Linked DNA regions of Mus musculus: all the other regions are linked to region 3. A link is a contact called in public promoter capture Hi-C data. All regions are on one chromosome and are shown on one strand. Each heading gives the region's core, a stretch centred on a gene start, on an enhancer-like site or on the middle of the called end of the contact. The rest is flanking DNA. Distances are from core to core; before and after follow the strand shown.

Region 1 (3,422 bases), core at 590-3,089, 9.4 Mb after region 3:
TGGCTTATCCAAACTTTAAAAATCGTTTTTCTTCCTATTTAGAAGCCTGGGACTTTGTCTTTCTTTTCCTGAGATTCCGCTCAGCCTACCGCATCCCTATTCAGAACCCAGACCCTTTCCCCTCCTCATAAATAAAAGCTAGTGTTTGGTGCTTGCTTGCTTGGTTATTGTTAGCATATAACTATTCCTACTCTGCTTTGCATTAGAATTCAATTTAGAAAGTTGGTGGGGGAAGGGTCCACCTTCTTTTGTTTTGTTTTGAGCCAGCGTCTACTTTATCTCAAGTTGGCCTTGAACTCATTTTGTAGCCCAGCATGGCCTTGAACGTTTTTTTTTTTAAGTTATGCTTGTTTTTATGTGTATGGGTACACCACAGCTGTCTTCAGACACCCCAGAAGAGGGCATCAGATCCCATTACAGATGGTTGTGAGCCACCATGTCGTTGCTGGGAATTGAACTCAGGACCTCTGGAAGAGCACTGACTTCTCTAAACAGCTGAGCCATCTCTCCAGCCCGACCTTGAACTTCTTTTTTTGTTTGTTTGTTTTTTGTTTTTTGTTTTTCGAGACAGGGTTTCTCTGTATAGCCCTGGCTGTCCTGAGCTCACTTTGTAGACCAGGCTGGCCTAACCTTGAACTTCTTTACTGCCTCACTCCCAACTGCTGGGATTCCAAGCAGGCACAAATCAGCACACCCAGCCTCTAAACATAGCTAGCTACACACGTCAGCGTTTCTGCAGCCACTTTCCCACTGGACAGACAGCCCAGTGACCCAGTTGTTTTGGCGTGCAGCAATGCTTCTCAAAGACGTTCTACTATTTTTATTTTATTTTGTTTAATCCCATAGCACTGACTTGAAATTTTGTGACGTATCCACTGTTAGGCTTCTTTATAGCCAGTTTGAGTATTTAGTCTGTCACTTAGTTCCCTGCTAAATACTACCCTTAGGAAACATAATGGGAATCGAGCTTTGCTGCCTAGGATCAAGGAAGCTTGGGTAAAGTCTTTACCCTCCTTGTGCCTCATTTATTCGTCTATAAAATGAGACTGAGGGTGTGAGGTCTTGTCATCAAAAGAGGCCTCAGCTGCCTTTTAATTTTAGGGTGCCCTAGAGCAAGCAAGCCGAAAATTCTGGCTGAATAACTAGAGGAGCCCCTCTTCTACTCACTGGAAACGGAGGCACAGAACACTTAAGAGCTTTAGTCACTACCATAAAGCATTGGCAAGCAGCAATGGTGACTCCAGGCGGAGCTGCAGGAGGCAGCCTCTGTGCTTAGAAAGTATTCCCTAGGTTGAGCATTTCTGGAAATGAGACCTGGCCCGGAACTCTTCAGCCTTCTAACTCAAATCCTCTCGCTCTAACCCTTGCCAACGGACTCATACATCCTCGACTCTGAGGTGGACCCTGCTCAGAGACCACTGGGTCCAAGGAGAGTAGGTTTCTGAACAATTTAGGCAGTGGCAGCCAGCGTCAGTACGTGACAAGCTTGATAATGGTCCGCGGGGCCGTGAGTCTCTGGGACTGGGTCCTTCCTGTCCGTTTTGTTCCTAGTGCAGATTAGTGGGACAAGTGTGCAGACGGAAGACTTTATTTTTGTGTGACATGTTTCCCGCCTTGTGCCTTTTCTTGCGTAGGCATATATGGTGCGCTGTGCAGTTTCAGGACCTCTGGAATGTGGCCCCTAAGTTCTAAAGCAGCTGCTCTTCCCTCCAGCTCTACCCGCGCGGGTCTGGCCTCTGATCCAGAGTTTGCGCGTGCGCGACTCCGCCTCAAGCCCCGCCTTCATGATTTAGCCCCGCCTTTGCCACGCTTTACGGCCCGGCACGCCACTTTTGCTGCAGTTGCTCTGGGCGCTGCTGTTGCTACAGCCTCTCCTGCCGGGGCTGCTGCCCGGGAGGTTGAAGGGAGGTGAAGTGTGTTGTTGTGTTCGTGCTGCCGTCGCCGCCCGGAACCGAGTGGAGAGCCGGACGTCCGCGGGCTGGCGAGAGCGACCAGTCAGCAGCTGCGTGCTCTCCTCAGGCCGGGTCCTGTCTGCGCTGCCGCAGGGAGGCCGCCCGGCCCAGCGAACCGACCCAATGCTGGACCTGGAGGTGGTGCCTGAACGCTCTCTGGGGAACGAGCAATGGGAATTCACTCTGGGTGAGTGTGGGGTCTTTTGGGATCCTGTTGGCTGGCCCTTAATTCTCCCTAGTCCCTTCCGCTTCTGGTTCCTGCCCCAGATGCCCCTGCGCCCGCGGTTCTTCGCCTTTTCTCACCCTTTAGTCTTTCGGCTCCGGGCTTTAGAATCCCGCTCCTCCCGTCTGTCATAGGATCAGCGATGTCTCAGCAGGGTCCTTCTTTGGACCTCTATGATAGTAATAGCCAGTACACACCAAATACTTAGTGGAGTGGGAAGGTCCTGCTCTTTTGAATTTATCTCTAATACAACTCCCTGAAGTCTGAATATCGATAGTATTATGCCCATTTTGCTGACTCTAATAGTTAAGAACTAGGTAGCACACCTAATCAACACTCTGGTCTCTGATCTGTCTCTCTCTGGTTTTAGGGGAGTGGGGGAAACCTAAGCTCATGCCTCACAATCAGATGGGGGTGGTGGGGGAATGAGCTTGCTTTTCTAAAAGGAACTCTCGACTTGTTTTCTTCTCTTTTGAAATGTACTCTTAACGTGTGGTGTCGCAATACCAGATACCAGAGTTAAAAGTTGAAATTGAGTGAAGTGGAAATTACACATTGGCTTGGTAGACAAATCAGTTAGGTCACTTGGGGAGAGTTGGCCTTCGTATGTGAACAAGAGTATTTGCATTTAGTGACTCCAGTGTGTTTACTTAGTGGCAGCACTAAGCGAAGGGGCTGGGAAAAGGTGTTCCTGCTGCTTGTTTGTGTGGGCCTCAACCTCTGTCTCTCTACTGGGAGCTCTTGGACTGAGTCAGCTGCTCCATTTGTTTATGGCTTATCCTTGAATGTAGACGACTCTGTCTATAGAGACAGCATATTGGAATTACCTAGCTGGGTAGATTGCTGGGGCTTGGTGGCTGCCTGCCTCTTTCTTGCCCATTATAAAAGCCAGTTTCATCAAGGGCTCTTGGTTCTCAGAACTTAGACTGCCTGTTCCTGTAGACTTCTCAAAATTTAATCTGCTATGAACATGTTCCATTCAACCTCATATGAGGCATCAAGAGCGTGGTTGAAAAGCAAATGATGTTTGACTTCTGATTAACATTTTTTTCTCCCCTGGACAACTCCTACCTAGTCTGGACATCCCAGGACTGGTTAAGACCCACAGCTACAGATGGTTTACTGAGACTGTGTATCTCTTTGTTTGATTTAGTGCAAACAGGAGATCAGCTGGGGTCAGGAAATTTCCAGAACACTGAACTATAACTAACATAACTAACTACCCAGGGCTTTTGGCAAATTTGCAA
Region 2 (3,370 bases), core at 322-2,821, 9.5 Mb after region 3:
TGTTATGTATGTGTGTGTACATTGATGTATATATGTATGGATGCAGGTATGTATTGTACTTTGTATATATGTGTTATTTGGGGTGATGCCTGAGATTGAATTTAGGGCCTTGCACATACTAAACACATGCTCTACCAGAGCTACAGCCAACGTTCTTTCAGTAAGTAAACTACTGTGGCTATAGCCACTTCATGGAATTCCCGTGCTGACTTTAACATCCCAAGCCTGAGAAGCCCAGGATGAGGCGACTGCGCCTATTTCTCACACTCTTTGAAGCTGGGATTATTCTCTGGGATGTCCCTGGTGTCTCTCTCCATGTAATCCCTTTCCTAGTGCCCCAGCTGCTGATCAGAATGGGATTTGTGGATTCTTAGAAGCTAAAGTCCAGGGCTCTCCACCTCCGCTTTCCCCGCCCCCACTCACCTGCTTGTAGCCTTGGCAACAACCGAGTCAGGATCTGAAGTTGTTTGTGCTGGACAACACATTCCCTCAGGGGTTCCAGGGTTTGTGAGGTCCGAGACAAACCCTTTAGTAAGTGATGGGCCTGGCTCAAAGCTTCACGAGTTCCCTGCACAGCCTCGAGGGCTCGGGTCAGCTGCCACACACCAGTCTGCACACCTTCCAGGTAGGACTGCACCACTGACTGTGGAGAGAGGTAGCCGCTCCTAAGGCCTGGCCAGCCCTCCAGCCCAGTCTAACACTCCTGCTCCTCACCCACCTTAATTCTTGCTTCCAGGGAATAGTTACGCTGTATTTCACGGCTTCGGTACTGGCCCAGCCTGGTCAGCTGCTCTGGCCGGTAGAAGATGCCTGAAGCCCACTTGAGTGCTGCACCCCGAGCCAGCTGTTCGGCCCTCTCCTGCTCTGGCCACTCAGGCCTTGGGCAGGAAGATCCTGGGGTTGGTTGTGTCAGTCAGGGAGGGCCTGTGGCTAACGCACCTGCTGCTCTTCTGTTTCCTCGGGACAGCCCCACTCTTGGCAATCCTATAGAGCTCTAGCTAGACCTGACGGGAAAACCCAACCCCACTAATTCCCATTTGTCTTGACATCATCCTTCCCCAAGCCCAGCCAACGAGGCTCATACCAGGACGAAGTGTGGGCTGTATCTTGCTGTCCATAGTTTGCCTAGAGCTGCTGCCGATGTGGTAGGAGTGGGAGCGAGTGCCTGGAGGAGATCAGGCAGAGCGGATGTTCCTTGGGCTCCGCTGAGAAAGAGGAGCAGGGTCCTTGCCTACCCCCTTCAGGAAGTAAGAAGGGGATACCTGGGAGGCCTCAGTCCTCTGGCTTGGACTATGCAAATAGGCAAAACTGTAAGTCCCCTTTCCTGCTCTGTAACGCCCAGGATAGTTTGGTACAGAACTTACCAGATCTGACCGGTGTCCAGTTCTCCCTCCTCTGCAAGTGGCCTTGGCCTTGAGAGTAGCCTTCTCGCTCCTGCAGAGCTGGGCACACCCTCACTGCTCACGGGACCGGAGGGACTCCAGCTCCTTTGGCACCAGCAGCCAAATTCCTCTCCCCAAGGAAGCCTCTCTCCCACTTCACGGCCCAGAAACCCCTACTTCTCCCCCAAGGCCCCTCCTTCAAAGCAGAAAGGAAGGAAGTTGAGTCTCTGGCACTTTATTCCCAACAGGAAAAGCATCTGCATTGAGGTGGGGAGCGCTGGGCGCCATTTCCTGTTGGGTGGGGGCAGCTGTGGACTCCCCCGGTGAGCACCAAGTCTTGATCAGCCCACCTTAGACTTCTAAATACTCCGGAAACACATATGCATATTTAAAGCTGATTTGGCCTCAAGCTGGTTTGAAGGATGACCCCCTATGTGGTAGAGCCTCAGCAAACCGCAGTCGAGTCTGAGAACCACAGATGGTATATGCCTTGGTAGGGGAAAGATCACATGTGGTGAGGCAAAAGAATAGTGAGAGATGGCAGTTAGGGATCCAAAAAGCTACATTGTTCCTGTAAGTGATGGGGAGCTAGGGAGGACACTAGATATAATGGAGCACCACCCAAATCCACCCATCATAATAGACCCTCACTTCCTACTGTCAGAAGGGTTGACAGCTAAGACCTCAGGAAGACTACCCCAACTTCAGGCTCCATTATAACTAGAGCTTCCGAAGTCTGCTTTCTCACAAGTGTGAATCATCAATCAATTTGGGGAAGGCAATTTGTGTCCTAGAGGGACTGACCGTCATAAAGACATAACCATAAGTGATAACACTGTTAAAAATAAATAAGACTTGCAAGCTGGTAAGATGGCTCAGAGGCTCAGAGCACTTGCTCCTCTTGCAGAGGACAGGGCTTCAGTTCCCAGCACCTACACGGCAGCTAATAATAACTGCCTGTTAACTCTAGCTCCCAGAGATCTGACACCCTCTTCTAAACCTCCTTGAGCACCTGCACACATGTGGACAAACATAAACACATACACACACAATAATAATAATGATGATGATGATAATAATAATATAAACCTTTAAAAACTGCAAAAATAAATGAGACTTGCAAACACACAGTTCTTCCCATGTGTCAGAAAATGCCTTAAAGGCTTTGCTTATATTCACACGCAGGCAAACACCTTTGCATGGACTAAGTAGTGGTTGGAAATAAGACTCCTGGCCACTGTGAACTGTATGTAGCATGGAGGCCAGCGAAAAATGATGCTGGAACGAAATAAGAGATAGAAGTATGCAAGCTATTTATTGTTAGTGCTTGCTGTTTTGGCAGGAAGTAACAGGAACAGCAGGAATTATCTCTGAACATCAGGGAAGCCTTTAGAATAAGTTTTAAGCAAATAGGCTAAGCTTGTGGCTTATGGCTTCCCTTCCCTGGATGGAATGTTCAGGCAGTTAGTAGTCTAGAAGCAGCTTAGCAAGGAAGAGTCGGGTGGTTCTCGCTTCTCAACTGCCGGTACTGCTCACTAACTTCTTCCATTTCCTACCATACAATTTTTTCAGGTTTCCTAGCTGCCCTAAGGAGTTGTTTTGGTTTCCTTTGCTAATGATACATTTGCCGACGGTCCCCCGGAGTTTTGCGTCCGGATCAGCAGACGGGAGTTGCACCAGATACCCTGGGAAGGCGCGAGACGGAAGCGGAAGCAGCCTTGATAGCTCCGGTGGCCCGGCGACTAGGAACGGAAGCGGAAGTGGCGCCGCCGCCGGCCTCGCCTGGCCTGGCTGAGGGGAGGCGGCGGGCGGGCGCGATGGCGGAGGCCGGGCCACAGGCGCCGCCGCCCCCGGGGACTCCAAGCCGGCACGAGAAGAGTCTGGGACTTCTCACCACCAAGTTCGTGTCGCTCTTGCAGGAAGCCAAGGACGGCGTGCTTGACCTCAAGCTGGTGCGCTCCGGGCCGAGGGGGCGACTGGGGAGATGG
Region 3 (2,946 bases), core at 233-2,732:
CACATGTATACTACTTTTCCAAAGAGAGGTCAGGAGGGAAATGCTGGTATTTTCTCTAATAAGCAGTACACCCACTCAATTATTGGCTGATTGTTGTTGGGTTCCCCCCCCTCTCCATTGTAATCACAAGGGACCGAACTGCAACAAAACCGGAAAACTCAAGTACTGTTACTCGGTTTTGAATAGAGAGGAAAAAGAAGTATATAGGCCCCAAAGAAACTCGACATCTGGGGCTAGAGCTCACTGATACAAGGCCTGCCTGGATTAAATGTCCACGGAAGGTGGGACTGTAATATTTGTCGAGGTGACTTCTGGGGAACGTTTACCTCTCATGAAGCTTAATTTTCCATACAACACTTTGAAAAGCACTTCTTTTCAAAACCTACAAAGCACTCCTCCTGCAAGTAATGTCTGTGAGCACAGGTGGGTGAGCTCCCTCCCGGACCTGGTGGCATGGCCAAATGTGTTTGCTTATTAGCCTTAGGCTTAACCTAAGATCTCTCCAAGATCTGCACCAAATCAAGACCCACAAGCATTCTGCTCACTGGTGGGCATCTGCCGGTAGTTGCCGGTTGGAGGGTTGGGGGCGTTGGGACAGGCAGAACCAACACTACCAACCGCACAGGGACCTAGGTGACTTAAGTTGGGGGGCTATCGACTTGTTAGAAAGTGCGAGCGCCGGGGCGCGCGAGTGGAACAAAAAACCTGTAGCGAGAAGGGTAACACGGAAGTGCTCACTCCCGCCCGCCCGCCCCTCCCACCGCCAAGCAGCCAAAAGCGAGGGGCTTGACAACGTGCTGGGGGGCGCAGGAGGGGAGGGAGTCCCCGGAAAGCGCTACGAATCGGCAGCAACTCCAAACCCGCCCCCTGGCCCGCCCGCCCAGCGAGGAACCTAGGTAGGCCGCGGGCGCCCGCGCCCATAGCCCCCCATCCGGGAGCCCGGGAGGAAAGGGACAGTTGAGGAGCTCGTGCGCTCCGAGGAGGCTGCAGCCCTGCGCGCGCGGCGAGCCGAGGCCCTGGGATCCGAACTGCCACCTCCGCCGCCGCCATCCTCGAAGCCTCCAGGCAAGGCCTCCAGGCCGAGCCGCTCCGGAGCTGCTCACCCGCGCCCGGGCGCTCCGAATCCAGGAACGTGAGCCCCCGGTCTCCCTTCTCCAAGAGAGCAAAGCCGCCGCGAGCGGGCCGAGTCCGTCCCCTCCCGCCTTGGCTCCACGTCTCCGGCTCGCCTGCCCGAGTCCCGACGCCCCGGGAAAAGGCTTCCAGGGTCCCCAGTCCACCCCACCCCCGGTACCGCTCCCACCCGGACCCGCGTCCCGAGCTTGACACTCCCAGCCTCCGCCACCTCCAACCGCAGCCCCAGCCCGCCTCACCTCAGTCGGCTCCCGCAGCGCTGGACACAGGAAACTCCTGGGTCCTCGACTCCGGCTCTCCTCGACCCCCCTCTTCGGTTAACTCCGCTTGTTTTCTCGACAAAATGGCGCCCGAGGTCGCGCGCTCACGTCGCGGCCTTTCCCCTCCCAGTTCCCATTTCACCATTCGCTGCCCGCTTTGGCGGAGGGATGGCCCTAGCGCCCAGCCAATGGCCGCGCGCTGACCGCAACGGCGGTCCAATCGCCGATGGGTACCCGCGGATTTAAACCAATCACACACTAATCACTCGCAGAAGTCGAGGAAGAAACCAGGCTCCTGCTAGCAACCACCAATCCAGACTCCTAGTTTGCGGGGCTCAGGCCAATTGCCGCTCATCAGCCCTGGGACTGGGTCCGAGTCTGGGCGCCTGCGCACCCGGGTGTAAGCCAATGGTTAGACGTTGGGAACTTCGATTTGGGACTCGAAGACATAAGCCTTCGAGGTGTTCGACCTATGGGGACTGGCTGGTCATTGCCTCCGGGAAACAAAAAAATACGGAAGGGAGCTCGTTAATGCATTGCCACCCTGCGCACAAACTACTCTAACTTAGAGACAGGGTGATGCTCGTCTACTTTCCTTCGTCTTTCGAAATGTCACGGTCCGAGAGGCTGTGCGGGTTCCCAGCGGAAGCATTGTCCACCCCTCGGATCTCTTTAGCAAGGAGCACCAGTCATCAGAAGGCGTCAGACGCGGGGCAAAGTTGAGGTCCTTTGCATCCTGGGTTATGTAGTCGCACGCCCCGCCTATTCCTGTCGCAAAAGTAACGTGGTCTCTTCCATCACTGTCTGCGCCCTAGAGCAGCAATGCATGCTGGAGAATGTAGTCTCCCAGATGCCCACCTAATCCTGGCTCTTTTAAAGTTTGTTTTCCATTTGTCTTTTGAAGCAGGGACGCTTTGCAGAGATATAGAAACAGAAGTTCTCCTCCTGCTCTTGGCTATTCTCAAGGATGCCAATGCCTTTTGCTTCTTGGATAAAAGGCTACGTTATCCACTGTGTCCTCCTATCTTTTAGACTTTTTGTTTGAGTTTTGAAACAAGGTCTCTTTCAGTTAACCCAACTGTAGTCCAGGCTGGCCTGAAACATACTAAGAAGCATAAATTGACCTTGAGCTCCTTGCAATCTTCCAAAATACTGAGATGATAATAGACGTAACCTCTCATACCAGTACTATTTGAACTTTAAAGAGATGTGTTAAAGACTTTTATTACTTATTTTACGTGTACAGGCGTTTGCTTGCATGTAAATCTATGCACCATGCATGTACAATGTCCTCAGAGGTCAGAAGAGGATGCCCGTCCCTCTGGAAGTGAACGGTTGTGAGCCACTGGGTGGGTCCTCTGGAAAAGCAGCCAGCTCTTGTAATCTCTGTGCCATCTTTCCAACCCCTAGATGAAAAAAAAAAAGTGTCTGAGTGCTTGCCTATATATATGTTCACCTAGAGAGTGTGGACCTGGTACCCAGGAAGGCATTGGATGCCCCGGGACTGAGATGAGAGTCTCAGCAGTAAAGTTGTAAGCTGCTCTATGAGTGCTGG
Region 4 (3,146 bases), core at 279-2,778, 9.5 Mb after region 3:
TTTCAGTGCCCCTCGTGAAAAACCTGGGTTCACCACTAATCTCACAGTCCAGACCTCCATGCCTGGTTGGGCCTGCTGCTCCCAGAACACCCCCAGCCCATCCTCACTACCAACACAGCATCTCTTTTCCCGTATGTGGGGCTCTTTCTGCAAAGTCCTTCTACAGTGACTTCACTAGCCCCGCTGTGTTTTCTCCTTTCTTCTCAGATGCTAAGTACATACGCAGTACTCACCCAGTATTTACTGGACTAAAGATAGTCCTTTGCCTCTACTTTCACCAAAGGTTTGCTCAGGGAAGGGGTGGGGGATAAAGGAGATTACTATTCAGAGGAAAATGACTAGGACCAGAGAGGAGAGACATGAGGAAGAGTATGGATGGGACTGGGATGACTAAGCCCCCATCCCTAGGGGGCTAAGAGGGAAGACTGGACTAAGAGAGTGGCTGACCTATCTTCTGAATGATCAACCCTGGGAGCCATGCTAAAGGACAACATGTCTTAATGGAAAGGATCATACATAATTCATTATCCTGAGAAATGCCTTTCTAGCACTAGAGGAGTAGAGATAGGGGTGGAGTGGTCATCCCATGAGAGCACCCCAAAAGATTACTACTACTGGTAACCCATGGGGTTTACAGGGATGAATAGATACCTTCTGGGGCCAAAAGGGAATAGGATGTCACGACTCAAGGGAAAAGGCCTGACTTCCTAGGGCAACGAGAGGGGGTTGCCAACCCTCAGGGCAAAATGGATAGAGAAGCCATTTCAAAAAAGGTGCAAGACACAAAGCCTGCATCTGTATCTCCTTGCCCCTGGCTAAAGGAACAAACACCCCATGGGGTTGAATAATACAGGGGCAGCCATCACTAGGGGTCTAGAATGAGGAGCAGGCTTGTCTTACATTAAGGACATTGGGTATGGTCCCCAGAACTAGGGGGCGGGAGCAGTCTATTTCCAACTGCGAGGACGGTGGGGGAGGGGTGGAGGAAATGGAACGACCATTCCAAGGGGCCAATGGGGATAAAATTGATTACCCTTCAGGGACGGTGGAGCGGACATCTTCTAGAACTGAGGGGGAGGGAACGGCCATCTCAAGGGAAAGGGATGGGCAGTGAGTCCGTCCTCATTGAGGTGACAGAGCAGCCATCTTCTGGGGCCAATGGGTAAAGAGGGAATGGTATCCCAACCGAAGGGGTCGAAGTGGCCCCAAAGAGGACCGTTACCCAGAGTTTTCAGGTCGTGGGATCCGCCGGGCGGCTCGTTTCCGCCTGGCGGGAGGTGCCGGGCGAGCTGTCAGATAGCCTTTCCCCAAAGCTCGGGACCCCGAAGGCGGGGCCTGTCCCCGACCAAGGCCTGAAGGACCGCTCGCTTCCTCTCACCTCCAGAGGCAGCGAGTCCGCCATCGCAGTTCTGCCGTCTCCGCCCCCACGCAAGGTTTTCTGGGAAGTGTAGTCCCACCGACTCAGGGGGCGGGGCTTCGGAAGGAAATGAAATCCACTTCCGCCCAGGAGCGAACGATTGCGCTCTTTACCGGAAGTGCATGTGCTGCCGATGTGGTGTCTACTGACTGCAGTTCCAGTTACTCGCCCTTGTTTCAGTGGCTGGGTGTCTGCTGCGCACCATGGCGGTAAGGGACAAGGCGTGGTCTGCACCGGCAAAGCTTTCCCGATGTTGGGAAAGTAAAAACAGAAGGGCTCGAAGGCATAAGGCACTGGGCCAGAGAGGGGCGCCACCCAATGGACTGTGCTAGACCGAACGGGATGCGGGGAGAGTGGCCGTGCAGGACTACACCAGGACTAGTGTTGGAGGCTAGGGCGGGCGCGGGCGAGGGTAGTTGCCAGTTCCAGATCTAAACCACTACCCCAGAGGGACGCCATTAAGTTCCGCTGGAGTTTTCCCGGAGAGGATCTCAACCCAAAGCTGAACCTTACGAGGAAAGCCAAAGAAGATACTAACGTAATTTGAATTGTTTTGGGGTGAGCATTAGGCGATCATAACTGGGGGTACAGTAAAGTCGGTGTCCTAACTATATTAGGAAGATGGACTAGAGGAGTGGTCGGTATCTCAGGGATTGCTAGGGTTGACAAAGCACGCTAAGGACTTGGCTGCGGGGTAGATAAAGCTGCAGGTAACCAGGCTGGTACAGGGAGTGAGGAGGACTGAGGCAAAACAGCTCTGACAGCATCTCACCAACCCTCCGCAGCCCAAAGGAAAAGTGGGTACCAGAGGGAAGAAACAGATATTTGAAGAGAACAAAGAAACTCTCAAGTTTTACCTTCGGATCATACTGGGAGCCAACGTAAGTTGCTTGCCTTGTGCTTTCTCTGCCCTCTCATTCCTATCTGATTAGGAGCGCTGGCAAATGACAGCCAAGGCTCCAAAAGAGAACGTTGTAAAGAAATGAAGCCAGGCAGACACCAGCCTGTAATCCCTGCACCAGGGAGGCTCAGGCAGAAAGATGGGCGGTTTGAAGTTAGCTTTGAGTAACAAAGAAATCCTATCTCAAAAAAAAAAATTAAAAATAAAAATAAAAAGGGGTGATGGGGTTAATAAGTGAAGCTGGCCATAGTGGCATATAACTGTATTTCTAGCTATTTGGAAGACTGAGGTCAGAGTGTTGAGTGGTAACCAGAGCCCCACAGAAAGACTGAAGTCTCATTCGAGAGAGTGAGAGCAGGTGTAGCGCCGTGGTGGAGCCCTTGGCTAGGCTCTGCCAGCATCGCCAGCAAACACTGCCCTCCTCCCCCCAAAGTATCCAGGGACTGAGTGGTCAGAGCACTTGTCGCTCTTACAGAGGACCTCGGTTCCACTCCAGGGGCACCACATGGTAGCTCGAAACCTTCTCATTGAGTGGATCCAATGCCCTCTTGTGACCTCTATGGTACCAGGCACAGCGTCAGGCACATGGTGCACATAGATACATTGCAGGCAAAAACACTCATACATGTAAAATGTATTTTAATTTTAAACCATTTAAAAAAAAAAAGTAGCCAGGCACAGAAGAAATATGAACTAGACATAGAAGCAAAACATGAAGAAATGAAGGGGAAACAAAGCAAAACAACAATAAATAAATAAAAAGTCCCAGCTGAGATTTGTTATACTGAGGCCATACCAAGCTTATACATGTTATACTAAGGCTACTCT
Region 5 (3,284 bases), core at 369-2,868, 8.6 Mb after region 3:
TGGCTATAACCTACCACCCTGGCCATTGGATGAGAGAAACACACGGACATCACCATGCAGTCATTTCCATAAGGCTTGGGGAAGGGTGGAAGAAGATAAAAATCTGAAAATCAGGAGTCTCCAGGAAAGCCGATTAGTCCTCCAGACTTTCATGATCTGACCTCATCTTTATCCTCTATTGCAAAAAAAAAAAAAAAAAAAAAAAAAAAGGCTTTTGACAGTGCCCAAACGATTCACCCTACTATCTTGATGTGCTTGCACCTAGGCAATTACCCTTCAAGATACCTGATTCCACAAGCGCTCTCTCAACACATCAAGCAGTGTGATGCGCCCACAGCAGTCTGCTCTTGACATGAGAGATGCGATGCAACCACGCACACATCTGCCTCGGCTCCACTGGGATTCTTTCAGGGTGTCTAAGACTGTCTGTACTGTCCCACTGCTCAGCCCTCATTTCCTACTCTACAAACAGCATTGCAGGTGAACGCATATAATCCCTTTCATTTGAAGGAGATAACTGAAGCCAGAGAGGTTAAATGACTGACTGGGCAACCCAGCAGTGAGGGCAGGATTTATGCAAGAAAGTTCCTGGGGCTGACTCCCAAGCTCTGCTGCCTGCCCATGAAGACTGAAGAAAAGACTTCGTCCATCTCCTCAGTTTCCCAGTCCAGGTCACCTACTTCCCTCATCTTCTCCATCCAGCCTGCACATCCTCTTTTTCCTTCCTCCACATCCTCAACTTGGTGAGCACAAGGCTAACCGATGAACCGAGTCAAGGCTGAAGAAGGCTCAGCCAAAAGACTGAAGGAATGTGCCCCAATGCCCCAAGCCCACATCACATCACTGGACTCCAAACGGAGCTGCATTCTAGGGGGTCAGTAGAGGTGTGGGCTTGGAGACTCAGCAGCTACCCTGCCAGAGTCCAGGGTGCCCTCCCAGGCAGGCAAGCGACAAGCAGGCGCTAAGGGTGGAGAAGCCTGGGAACCAGTGGGAGGGGCGCCGCCTGACCCACCCCTGCGCCCCAGGGCAGTACCCCGCTGCTCACCGAACACCAGAATGTTTTTGCCGGACGGCAGCTTGGACCTGGCACGGGTGGACACTTCGCTCAAGATCGAAGACCTGCGGCGACAATGACAAGAGTGGTCAGCGCGGGACCGCCTAGGACCGCTCGGCCCACGACTGCCCATCAATGTCTGCCCACGGTCCTGCCCGCTCCGGCCCGCTCCCGGTCCGGCCGCGCCATCTGCGGCTCTATACGCTCCTCACCATAGACTCTGGCCTTCCTCCTCTTCACTTGTCAGGTCGCCGGCGGCCGCCACTGCGGGCCCGTTGGGACCCAGCAGCAGCTTCTTCTCCACCCCCACCGGCGCCATCTTGCCAACTGCAGCCACAAAGAGGGCCCTCCCCCGGGCCCGCCGAGGACCCGCAAGGACCCCGGCCGGGCCGCGCTGCCCGCCCGCAACGCCGCAGAAGCTCCGTTATCCAGCGCGTCCCGACGGGCCCGCGGTGTCCTCGTGCGTCTGCGGGACGTGGGATCGCCGCAGCTAGGGACGTTGCTGGGTCAGGCAGCCAGCCGGACAGCCTTACGCGGGAGGTGGAGCCGCGGACGCCACCAGACCGAGAGCGCGCTGGCGACCCCTGCAGGGCAGCCTCTGATGCGGCAAGTCCAAGCTTTGGAATGAACTCAAGCTAGACAACCATATTTATAAAGCGATCTCATTGAATCTTGTTTAATTCTTAATAAGTGAGGTGAGGAAACTACAGCTCAGAAGTTTAAAAGAAAATGGGCCAAACATGAACGAAGATCCACAAAAAAATGACTGGACATAGATATTTGCATGTCCTGTCATACCAGCAATGGGCAGCTGGTGGGGGCGGGGAGGGGGGGAGGGGGAGGGATCAGAAGTCTTAGACTACTTGGTAAGTTTAAGTTGAGCATGAGCTATGTGAGAGCCTACTTCAAAAAAATTAATTTTAAAATGGTTGCACATGGTGTCACACGCCTTTAATCCCAGCATTCAGGAGGCAGAGGCGGGAGGAACTCTATACATTTGAAGCCATCCTGGTCTACATAGCAAGTTCGAGGGTAGCCAGGGCTACATAGTGAGACCCTGTGTGCCGGCTAGTTTTGTGTGTCAATTAGAGTCATCAGGGAAGAAGGAAGCTCAATTGAAGAAATGCCATTGTGGGTGGTGCCATGCCTGGGCTGGCTGAGCAAGCCAGTAAGCAGCACCCCTCCATGGCCTCTGCATCGGTTCCTGCCCCCAGGTTTTAGCCCTGCTTGAGACCCTGTCCTGACTTCCTCCAATGATGGATTATGATCTGGAAGGGTAAGATGAAATAAACTCTTTCCTTCCCAACTTGCTTTTGGTCATGGTATTTCATCACAGCACTAACCCTAAGATACCCTGTCTCAAAACAGCCCCAAGACCCAGTTCTAGAGGTGGTATCCTGCCACTTCCAGTCATTACTCTTTTAGTTTTACTTTTATTAAATGTGTATAGGTGCTTTGTCTGCTTGCATATCTGTCCACTATGTGTATGCAATGCCTGTGGAGGGCAGAAGAGAGTGTCTGAACCCCTTGTAACTGGGATTACAGATGGTTGTGAGCTGCCCTGTGGGTACTGGGAATTGAACCCAGGTCCTTTGGAAGAGTAGTTAATGCTCTTAACCGCTGAGCCATCTCTCCAGCCATGTTTCTTCAACTATTATATGGCTTAATTTTCAGGATGCTCATTGAAAGTTTATCACAAATCCTCAGAATGTTGTTTTTCATCTCCTCCTTTGTAGACTTTATTAAACTGTGAATGATTTTTACCACCACAGTTAACAATACTTTTGGCTTTGCTTTACCAATTTTATTGTTGTTGTTGTTGTTTGAGACAGGGTTTCTCTGTGTAGCCCTTGCTGTCTTCGAACTTACTCTGTAGGCCAGGCTGGCCTTGAACTCGGAGATCCACCTGCCTCTGCCTTTGGAGGGCTAGGAGTGCCCCCACTGCCCTGCAAGGTTTCTGTTTTTTTTGCTTTTTTAAATCCTATTTTTCAGAGAGTCAATATTTCACAGCAGAACAAGCAGCTGTGACTGCTTTTCTTGAGTGGAGAAGGTAGTGGGGAGACTGGATGTAAAAGGGGAGAAGTAATGGAGAAAAGAAAGACAGGTTTGTGCTGATCAGGGGTAACTTTAGGTATGGCCTTTTGCTGTTCTCTAAGGAAGCAGGGTAACTTTACAAGGTGTTGATAAATACCATAAGGAAATGTGATATGGCAGGAAAAGCAATCACTTA
Region 6 (3,112 bases), core at 414-2,913, 8.6 Mb after region 3:
CTGCTAATAGCAATGGCTAACAGAAGCTTGGTATCCCTGAGAACATTCCAGATTCCTGGATTAAGAGTGTTTTAAAATGTAAAGATAGGGAACTTGCTCCACTTATTTCTCACTAATGCCCTTTAAAACTAGGCATCAGAAGACCAAGCCTTCCGCAGAGAAGAGAGGAAACTCTCCATGAGTCTACAACCTACAAACACAGGGACCTTTATTTAAAGGGTGTCCACATATGGTATTTCTCCCAAGAAAGATTAACGTATGCACTCAGTTAATAAGCCGAACAGGCCTGCCGCTCCCAGAAGGAAAATGCAAATATGTTGCAGTTCTGTGCAAAGGGCTTCTCTGTCAGGGTGACAAGTCTATAAAGTTTTGAGGCCTCGGTGAAAGGCTACCTGTGACAGAGAATAGGAGGAATACAAAGGTTTTTTTTTTAAACTGGACTGTGCCCAGTCCACCACAAAGATAAACTACACTGCCCAAAGGGACCTGCTACAAAACCACAAAACCGAAACAGAACCCACAAGCCCCTGAACCAAACACTCTGGGGGGTCGCGGGGGGGGGGGGACCCACCAAGAAATGTGCTCTCGAATGCCTAAGTCCAACAGAAAGTTCCCCGTATCTGTCACCTCCCAAACTGGCCGCCCTCCCAGAGTGACTTAACTCTGGGTACCAATTTGGGCAGTCCCAAGAAGCCACCACCAGTGCTGAGACTACAGGATGCTATGAAGGAAGCCAACGTCCGCAGTAAAGACTGGAGGCTTTGTGGGTAGATCTGGACTCCCCCACTGCATCTGGGCTACACGCCTCCATTCAACAAATATTTATTGAGCATCCACCATCTGCTGGGCACCCTGCTAGGCGCCAGGGAGGAAACCATGCCACAGCCCCCGGCCTCTGTTAGCAGAGAACCGTCTGGGGGTTACGCGAGCCGGAAAACCTGCTACAAGTTGCTAAGCACAGTAGTAGCCAGGCGATGGCACGGCCCTCGCAACCGGCTCTGCGCACCAACCTCTTGTCGATGAAGCAGGGAGGGCACAGGTAGGCCCCGGAGCAGGTGTGCAGGCACCAGGCACCCCTGAGGCTTCGGAGCTGCAAAAGGCAGACTCCGGCCGAGGGCGCGGTCCCCAGAGGAGCAGGGACTGCAGCCCAAGGACCTCGGAGTACGGAGTGCGCGGAGCGGGGACCGCGCAGCCCGAACCCGACTCTGGTCGGCCGGGCCTTCCCCCGCGGCCGGGTGCGGGTAAAGAAGGCGCGGGCTAGGCCGCCGACCCGCCCGCTCGTACCTGGAGCCCCGCCCGGCACCTACCACTTGGGCGACCTTGAGGCGGCCGAGCGCGCCGCGCAGGTAGTCCGGGTCGCAGCGCAGGCCGGCCAGCCCGCGGCGCTGGCTCACCGGCTCGGTGGTGGGTTGGTACGGGCTGCTGGCGCCCGAGATCATGGAGGTGCTCGAGGCCTCGCCCTCGAAGCCGTCCAGCTCCTCGCCGCCCCGCATGCTGCCGCCCCGCGCGGCCGGTTCCCCCGGCGCCTGGAGCGGGCAGGCTCAGAGCGGCCGCCGCATCGCCGTCGCCAGACCACCCCACCGCCGCCGCCTCTGCGCCCGCCGCCCGCTGCGGCCGCGGCTCGGTCCGCTGGGGCTCGGCTCCCGCCGCCTCGGCAGCGGAAAGGGAGGGAGGCGGGAGCGGGCGCCGAGGGAAGGAGGCGGGAGCCGCGCGCCGGCCCGGAGGGGGCGGAGACTGCGGCCGGCGCGGGGAGGGGCGGGGCGCTGAGGGCTGGGGGCGGGGGGTCGTGGGGGAGAGGAGGGGCGTTGCAGGTTGGGGCGGGGCCGGTGAGGAGCCTTAGTCACGCCCCCACCACGCCCTCACCTGCTGGGCGTCTGGCCCAGACTCCGGGGTGGTCGCCGGCGGCCCTTGCAAGGAAAGGCCCAGACCAAAAGAGGGAAAAAGGGTGGAGAGAATGGAGACTGACCAAAGAGTCACAAAGCTGTTTTCTCTGCCCGCAGCCTTAGAGCCTGCTTTAGAGAAAGTGGGATCGTCTGCAGGTTTAAGTGTGTGTGTTCCCACGCTGGGCACACTGAGACAACCCTATTCTGTGTCAGAGGTACAGCCTGTGAGGGGGTGGGGGAGGTCGGGGTTAATGGAGCCCGCAGAATCCACACAACCCCAGTGTCAATTTGGGATCCAGCATGCTGGCATAGGAGAAATATATGAGCACACAGTAGGTGCTTGGCAACTAATATCAGTTCCCTATCCTGGCTGAGAAAAGTTTTGCTACCTCTAAGCATCAAGCTAGGCGACACTCAAATTTTGCCCTGGAGGCATTAATTATAGACCAATTTGTCATTCAAGTGTGAAGACTAATTTTAAGCTTAAGTAAAACACTAACTTTCTAAGAATTGTCACTTTGACACTGAACCTTTCAGCACCCTGAATACAGATCTGTTCCGGTCCTTGAGGAAGGCACCAAATGAAGTGTTATAATCATTACTATTTTACACAAGTGGAGACAAAGCTTTCAGAGTAGAAGTGGCTTGTCCAAGGGCACCAAATATTCAATGAGTAGAACACAAGGTCTATTTCCAAAGCTGAAAGGATACCAGCTTCAATATTTATATTATTTGACTTACTAAATATTTTGAGGGGGGGGGGACACTTACTGTAAGCTAAGCAATATGCTAAGAATTGAGGACAGGGATGTTGAGAAGTCTCAGTGGGTAAGAGTGTTTGCCACCAAATCTGACCACCTTTGTTTAGTTCCTGTGACCCATGGGTGAAAGAAGAGAGCCAGTCCTTACAAGCTGTCCTCTGGCCTCCAAAAGCACACACCAGAGTCCTGCCACCCCAAGGACAAATGTTAATAGCTTTTTTAAAAACTTGAAGACAGCCGGGCAGTGGTGGCACACGCCTTTAATCCCAGCAGTTGGGAGGCAGAGGCAGGCGGATTTCTGAGTTCGAGGCCAGCCTGGTCTACAGAGTGAGTTCCAGGACAGCCAGGGCTACACAGAGAAACCCTGTCTCAAAAAAACAAAACAATAAATCCTTGAAGACAAACTCTACTCTCTCTTAAAACCCTCCTGAAATGGCAGCTACAAAGGTCTATTGATACCCCAGGGAC
Region 7 (3,258 bases), core at 157-2,656, 8.4 Mb after region 3:
CACTTCCTTTGACCTCACAGCCCCAACCCCCAGAGCCTGCCTGTCAAGCACCTCCTGACTGAGGCCACCCTGAGGTCCCTCGTGGATTCTCTGGTCTCCACTAGACAGCAGAAGGAAGTGAGAAGAACACTTCCCCCCACATCTGGGCGGGGCAATCGGCAGTGAAGCAAATAGATGCAATTTAAGCCGTTTAGATGGCTCGGTCAGCATCTTTGGCAGTTCACAAACACCTGAACATGAGTGCTTACTACCTGAATGCAGCTCGAGGCCCCACTCCCGCCCGTACACACAAGAAATGGCTAACGGTGATGGAATCTAAGGAGAGGAACCGGGCCACAAGAAGGAAGAGAGATTTGTGACCCTGGATATCGTCTTGGGTTTGGTTTTTCACTGTGCGCACCATTGTTTTTGTTCTCCGCCTCAAAAAAAAAAAAAAAAAAAAAAACAAAACCAAACCGAAATTACGCTGGAGAAAGCATGCAAAGAGAAACTTACCACTGCTTTTTTCTCCTTATCATTTTCTCTATCTTTATCTAAAAAAGGAAAGGAAATCGATGTTTCAATTATTCACTCTGCTCTGTGCTGACCTGATAAATGACCACACAGTCATTGCGTATGCGTGTTCCCTGGCTTACAAAAAATGTTTGCCATTCTTGGGACTCTCTACAGTTGGGTCCGTATGTGTCGCTGTACTGGGCCCAGGCCCATGTGTGCTTGCTTAGTTTCCTTTGCTCGGTACATTCTACTTTCCGTTTCACCTGGATTGTGTGCTTAGGATCTTCACAGCGCACCCAGGGATAACCTACACTCTGAGAGATTCCAAGGGTTGGGACCCAGGCTGTCTAGGCCAAGACTGGCAACACTGCCAACCCACCTGGCAGCAGCAGCCCGAGGCCAATGAAAGCTATGTCACCTGGCTTCCATTTCCGAAGAGAAAGATCCGCACTGCCAGCAAGAGGAGAAAGTCGCAAGCCTGAACCCGCCCCCTAGGTCCGCAGACACCTGCATCCACTAAGAGCTGATTAAATACAGCTCGTGCCCCAACTAGCCACCTCCCAAGCCTAAAGAATCTGACAATAAAAAATAAAAATTAAAAAAATGGGCCGAGAAGCCGCGTTTGAGCCCCACTAAGTGCCGATCCTGACAGTTCATTAGGGTCCCACAGTCCCCAGACCCTTCCTGGGGACTAGCAGGTGAGGGGGCGGGGTTCAGTGTGGCCCCTACGAGGTGGCACAAAAGCACTAGTTACCCGGAGGCCAGGCGCGGCGAGGTGCCCACAGCGGCCCGGCGCCCGAATCGAGGCTCCCGGGGCTCCCGGAGCTCCCCGGGCCCACGCTACGCAGGGACCGGGCAGCCCAACTACGCAGCGACCGCAGCAGCATAGTCCCTGGCTGATGTGCAAGTCCTACTTCCTTCCGGTGCGTCCTGGAGCCCCGCCCCACCCCTTGTCCGGCCCCGCCCCTTAAGGGATCCGCTAGTATTTCTCCCTCTAGGCTACACCGAAGAGATTCAAAGTGAGGATTTCCCCACTTACAGACCGCAGAATGGCCCTGACCCAAGTAGATTTAGAGAATGGATGGCATAATAATGCCGGGGACTGCTTAGTATATCCGATTACTTCCTTGGTTGCCGGCTCCATCCACACCTCGCACCGCCTACTCAGGATGTCCTGTATTTTCCTTCGAAAATACTCTGCAAGTAGACCTTGTCAAACTTGGGAACATTTTCCAAGCTTGTCCTTGGGCTTCAAAGGGCCCTCCTAGGTTTAATCCCCACCATCACAAAAAACAGTGTGAGGGACACAGGTGAGAGGGCCGTGAAAGCCATTGTTCCCAAATGTTACAGTCTTTGACATTTTCAACGTTTGGATTTTAATGTTCCTCGGGAAAGCATAACGAATATCTCCCCTGAATGAACAAAAAAGGGATAAGAAAAAAAGCATGTAAGGCCAACTTGTAAGCAAAAATAAGCTTGGGTACTATAATTCACCCATTCAAGACCAATAAGCCCAGATGTTGCCGCCTTGACTGTATATGGGCAGTTACAATGCGTGTAAAGAAGATTTCCACTTCTTCCAGGTGGCAAGATGCTGGCAGTCGTCTTGGGCAAAATGAAGAAAGACATTTTCTGGGTTTTGTTTTACTCTTTTAGATCTGTAACAAAAAAGCCATCACCCTAACAGGGCTTCCTGTTTATTTGCTAGGCACCTAGTAAAGGCAAATAAAATCTTCAAATTCAAAGTCGACAGTTGTGTGTGTGTGTGTGTGTGTGTGTGTGTGTGTGTGTGTGAGCGTCTTGGGGTGAGATTGTTGGTAACTGTTGATCAGATTCAGCCAAATGAACAGATCTTAGATGGGCAGGATCCAAAGAGATCTAAATGGACTGGGGTTGTGGGCTAGTTAATTCTTACCAAGGCAACACAAACTAGAAACACCTCGGGAAAGGGAGCCTCAATTGAGAAACTGGCTGCGGCAGATTGGCCTGTGCGCATGTCTGTGGAGCATATTCCTGTTGCTAATTGATGAAGGAGGGGTTTTGTTGTTGTTGTTGTTTTGTTTTGTTTTTGTTTTTTGCCTCCTTGCTATGGGCAATGCTGTCCCTGGGCAGGTGAGCTGCGGGTCTTTATGAATGAGCAAACCAGAGAACTACTGAAGCTGATAAACACTCTTAGTTCTTCTGCTTCTGCTTCTTCTGCCTCCGGTTCCAGCCTTGAGTTCCTACTTTGTCTTCCCTCCTGTAAGCCAAATAACCCTTTCTTCCCCCAAATTGCTTTTGGTCAGTGTTTGTTTTATCACAGAGAAGCAAACTAGGACGGGTGGTTATTCAGTTCTCCAAAAGAAATCATGAGACTTAATTCACATAATGGAAGTGACATATTCTTCCTGTGTCTATCATCATGAAATGCTCCAAGATGGTTTGTCCTGGCTACACCGGAGCACTTTATAAACTGTGGGACAACTAACAGCAGTGGGAGGCGAAAAGTACTCTAGAGACAGGCTTGCACGTTCTGAGAGCAAGGACAGACTAACAGGGCCAGGCCATAAGTTCAGGCTATATATTCTATAGCTATTGATGAGTGGCCCAGACCATGGGGACCCTTCGAGCAGAGAAGCAGACAGATCCTTGCTTTATAGAATTTATATTTTTTATTTTAACTGATACATAATTGTATTTATTTACAAGATACCATTGGATGTTTTATTACATGTGCACATTGTGTGATATTCATATCAGGATAAGTCTGTCTCTTCGGAATAA

What was found. Promoter capture Hi-C pulls out the DNA fragments that hold promoters and counts their contacts.
Region 1: a promoter capture Hi-C map of pre-B cells shows a contact between it and region 3. The contact joins the promoter of D230025D16Rik here to the promoter of Cnot1 in region 3. A contact is called at or near these places in 5 of 39 promoter capture datasets (cranial neural crest, frontonasal cranial neural crest, maxillary cranial neural crest and 2 more).
Region 2: a promoter capture Hi-C map of pre-B cells shows a contact between it and region 3. The contact joins the promoter of Exoc3l here to the promoter of Cnot1 in region 3. A contact is called at or near these places in 2 of 39 promoter capture datasets (cranial neural crest and pre-B cells).
Region 4: a contact with region 3 is called in a promoter capture Hi-C map of pre-B cells, with 4 times the contacts expected there. The contact joins the promoter of Tmem208 here to the promoter of Cnot1 in region 3. A contact is called at or near these places in 4 of 39 promoter capture datasets (cranial neural crest, frontonasal cranial neural crest, maxillary cranial neural crest and 1 more) and 1 of 484 Hi-C or Micro-C datasets (CD8 T cells).
Region 5: a promoter capture Hi-C map of second pharyngeal arch cranial neural crest shows a contact between it and region 3. The contact joins the promoter of Dync1li2 here to the promoter of Cnot1 in region 3. A contact is called at or near these places in 5 of 39 promoter capture datasets (cranial neural crest, frontonasal cranial neural crest, maxillary cranial neural crest and 2 more).
Region 6: a contact with region 3 is called in a promoter capture Hi-C map of cranial neural crest. The contact joins the promoter of Cmtm4 here to the promoter of Cnot1 in region 3. A contact is called at or near these places in 2 of 39 promoter capture datasets (cranial neural crest and liver).
Region 7: a promoter capture Hi-C map of pre-B cells shows a contact between it and region 3. The contact joins the promoter of Tk2 here to the promoter of Cnot1 in region 3. A contact is called at or near these places in 3 of 39 promoter capture datasets (cranial neural crest, pre-B cells and second pharyngeal arch cranial neural crest) and 1 of 484 Hi-C or Micro-C datasets (B cells).

The regions. Positions count from the first base shown.
Region 1 is chr8:105,223,348-105,226,769 of GRCm38.p6, forward strand. D230025D16Rik (RIKEN cDNA D230025D16 gene) reads left to right here and starts at 1,840. Exons shown (of 16, transcript NM_145604.3): 1 at 1,840-2,139. The coding sequence starts at 2,076.
Region 2 is chr8:105,294,542-105,297,911 of GRCm38.p6, forward strand. Exoc3l (exocyst complex component 3-like) reads right to left here and starts at 1,572. Exons shown (of 14, transcript NM_177788.5): 1 at 1,365-1,572; 2 at 1,085-1,165; 3 at 719-894; 4 at 424-643. The coding sequence starts at 1,118. E2f4 (E2F transcription factor 4) reads left to right here and starts at 3,122. Exons shown (of 10, transcript NM_148952.1): 1 at 3,122-3,334. The coding sequence starts at 3,200.
Region 3 is chr8:95,805,963-95,808,908 of GRCm38.p6, forward strand. It overlaps Cnot1 (CCR4-NOT transcription complex, subunit 1), which reads right to left and starts at 1,483. Exons shown (of 49, transcript NM_001372353.1): 1 at 1,371-1,483. 4930513N10Rik (RIKEN cDNA 4930513N10 gene) reads left to right here and starts at 868. Exons shown (of 4, transcript NR_015574.3): 1 at 868-2,946.
Region 4 is chr8:105,324,849-105,327,994 of GRCm38.p6, forward strand. It overlaps Tmem208 (transmembrane protein 208), which reads left to right and starts at 1,529. Exons shown (of 6, transcript NM_025486.3): 1 at 1,529-1,626; 2 at 2,203-2,298. The coding sequence starts at 1,621. Lrrc29 (leucine rich repeat containing 29) reads right to left here and starts at 1,420. Exons shown (of 7, transcript NM_001368408.1): 1 at 1,379-1,420. The coding sequence starts at 1,402.
Region 5 is chr8:104,441,429-104,444,712 of GRCm38.p6, forward strand. Dync1li2 (dynein, cytoplasmic 1 light intermediate chain 2) reads right to left here and starts at 1,619. Exons shown (of 13, transcript NM_001013380.2): 1 at 1,267-1,619; 2 at 1,046-1,119. The coding sequence starts at 1,373.
Region 6 is chr8:104,394,144-104,397,255 of GRCm38.p6, forward strand. It overlaps Cmtm4 (CKLF-like MARVEL transmembrane domain containing 4), which reads right to left and starts at 1,664. Exons shown (of 4, transcript NM_153582.5): 1 at 1,308-1,664. The coding sequence starts at 1,493.
Region 7 is chr8:104,247,152-104,250,409 of GRCm38.p6, forward strand. It overlaps Tk2 (thymidine kinase 2, mitochondrial), which reads right to left and starts at 1,407. Exons shown (of 10, transcript NM_021028.3): 1 at 1,250-1,407; 2 at 496-533. The coding sequence starts at 1,382.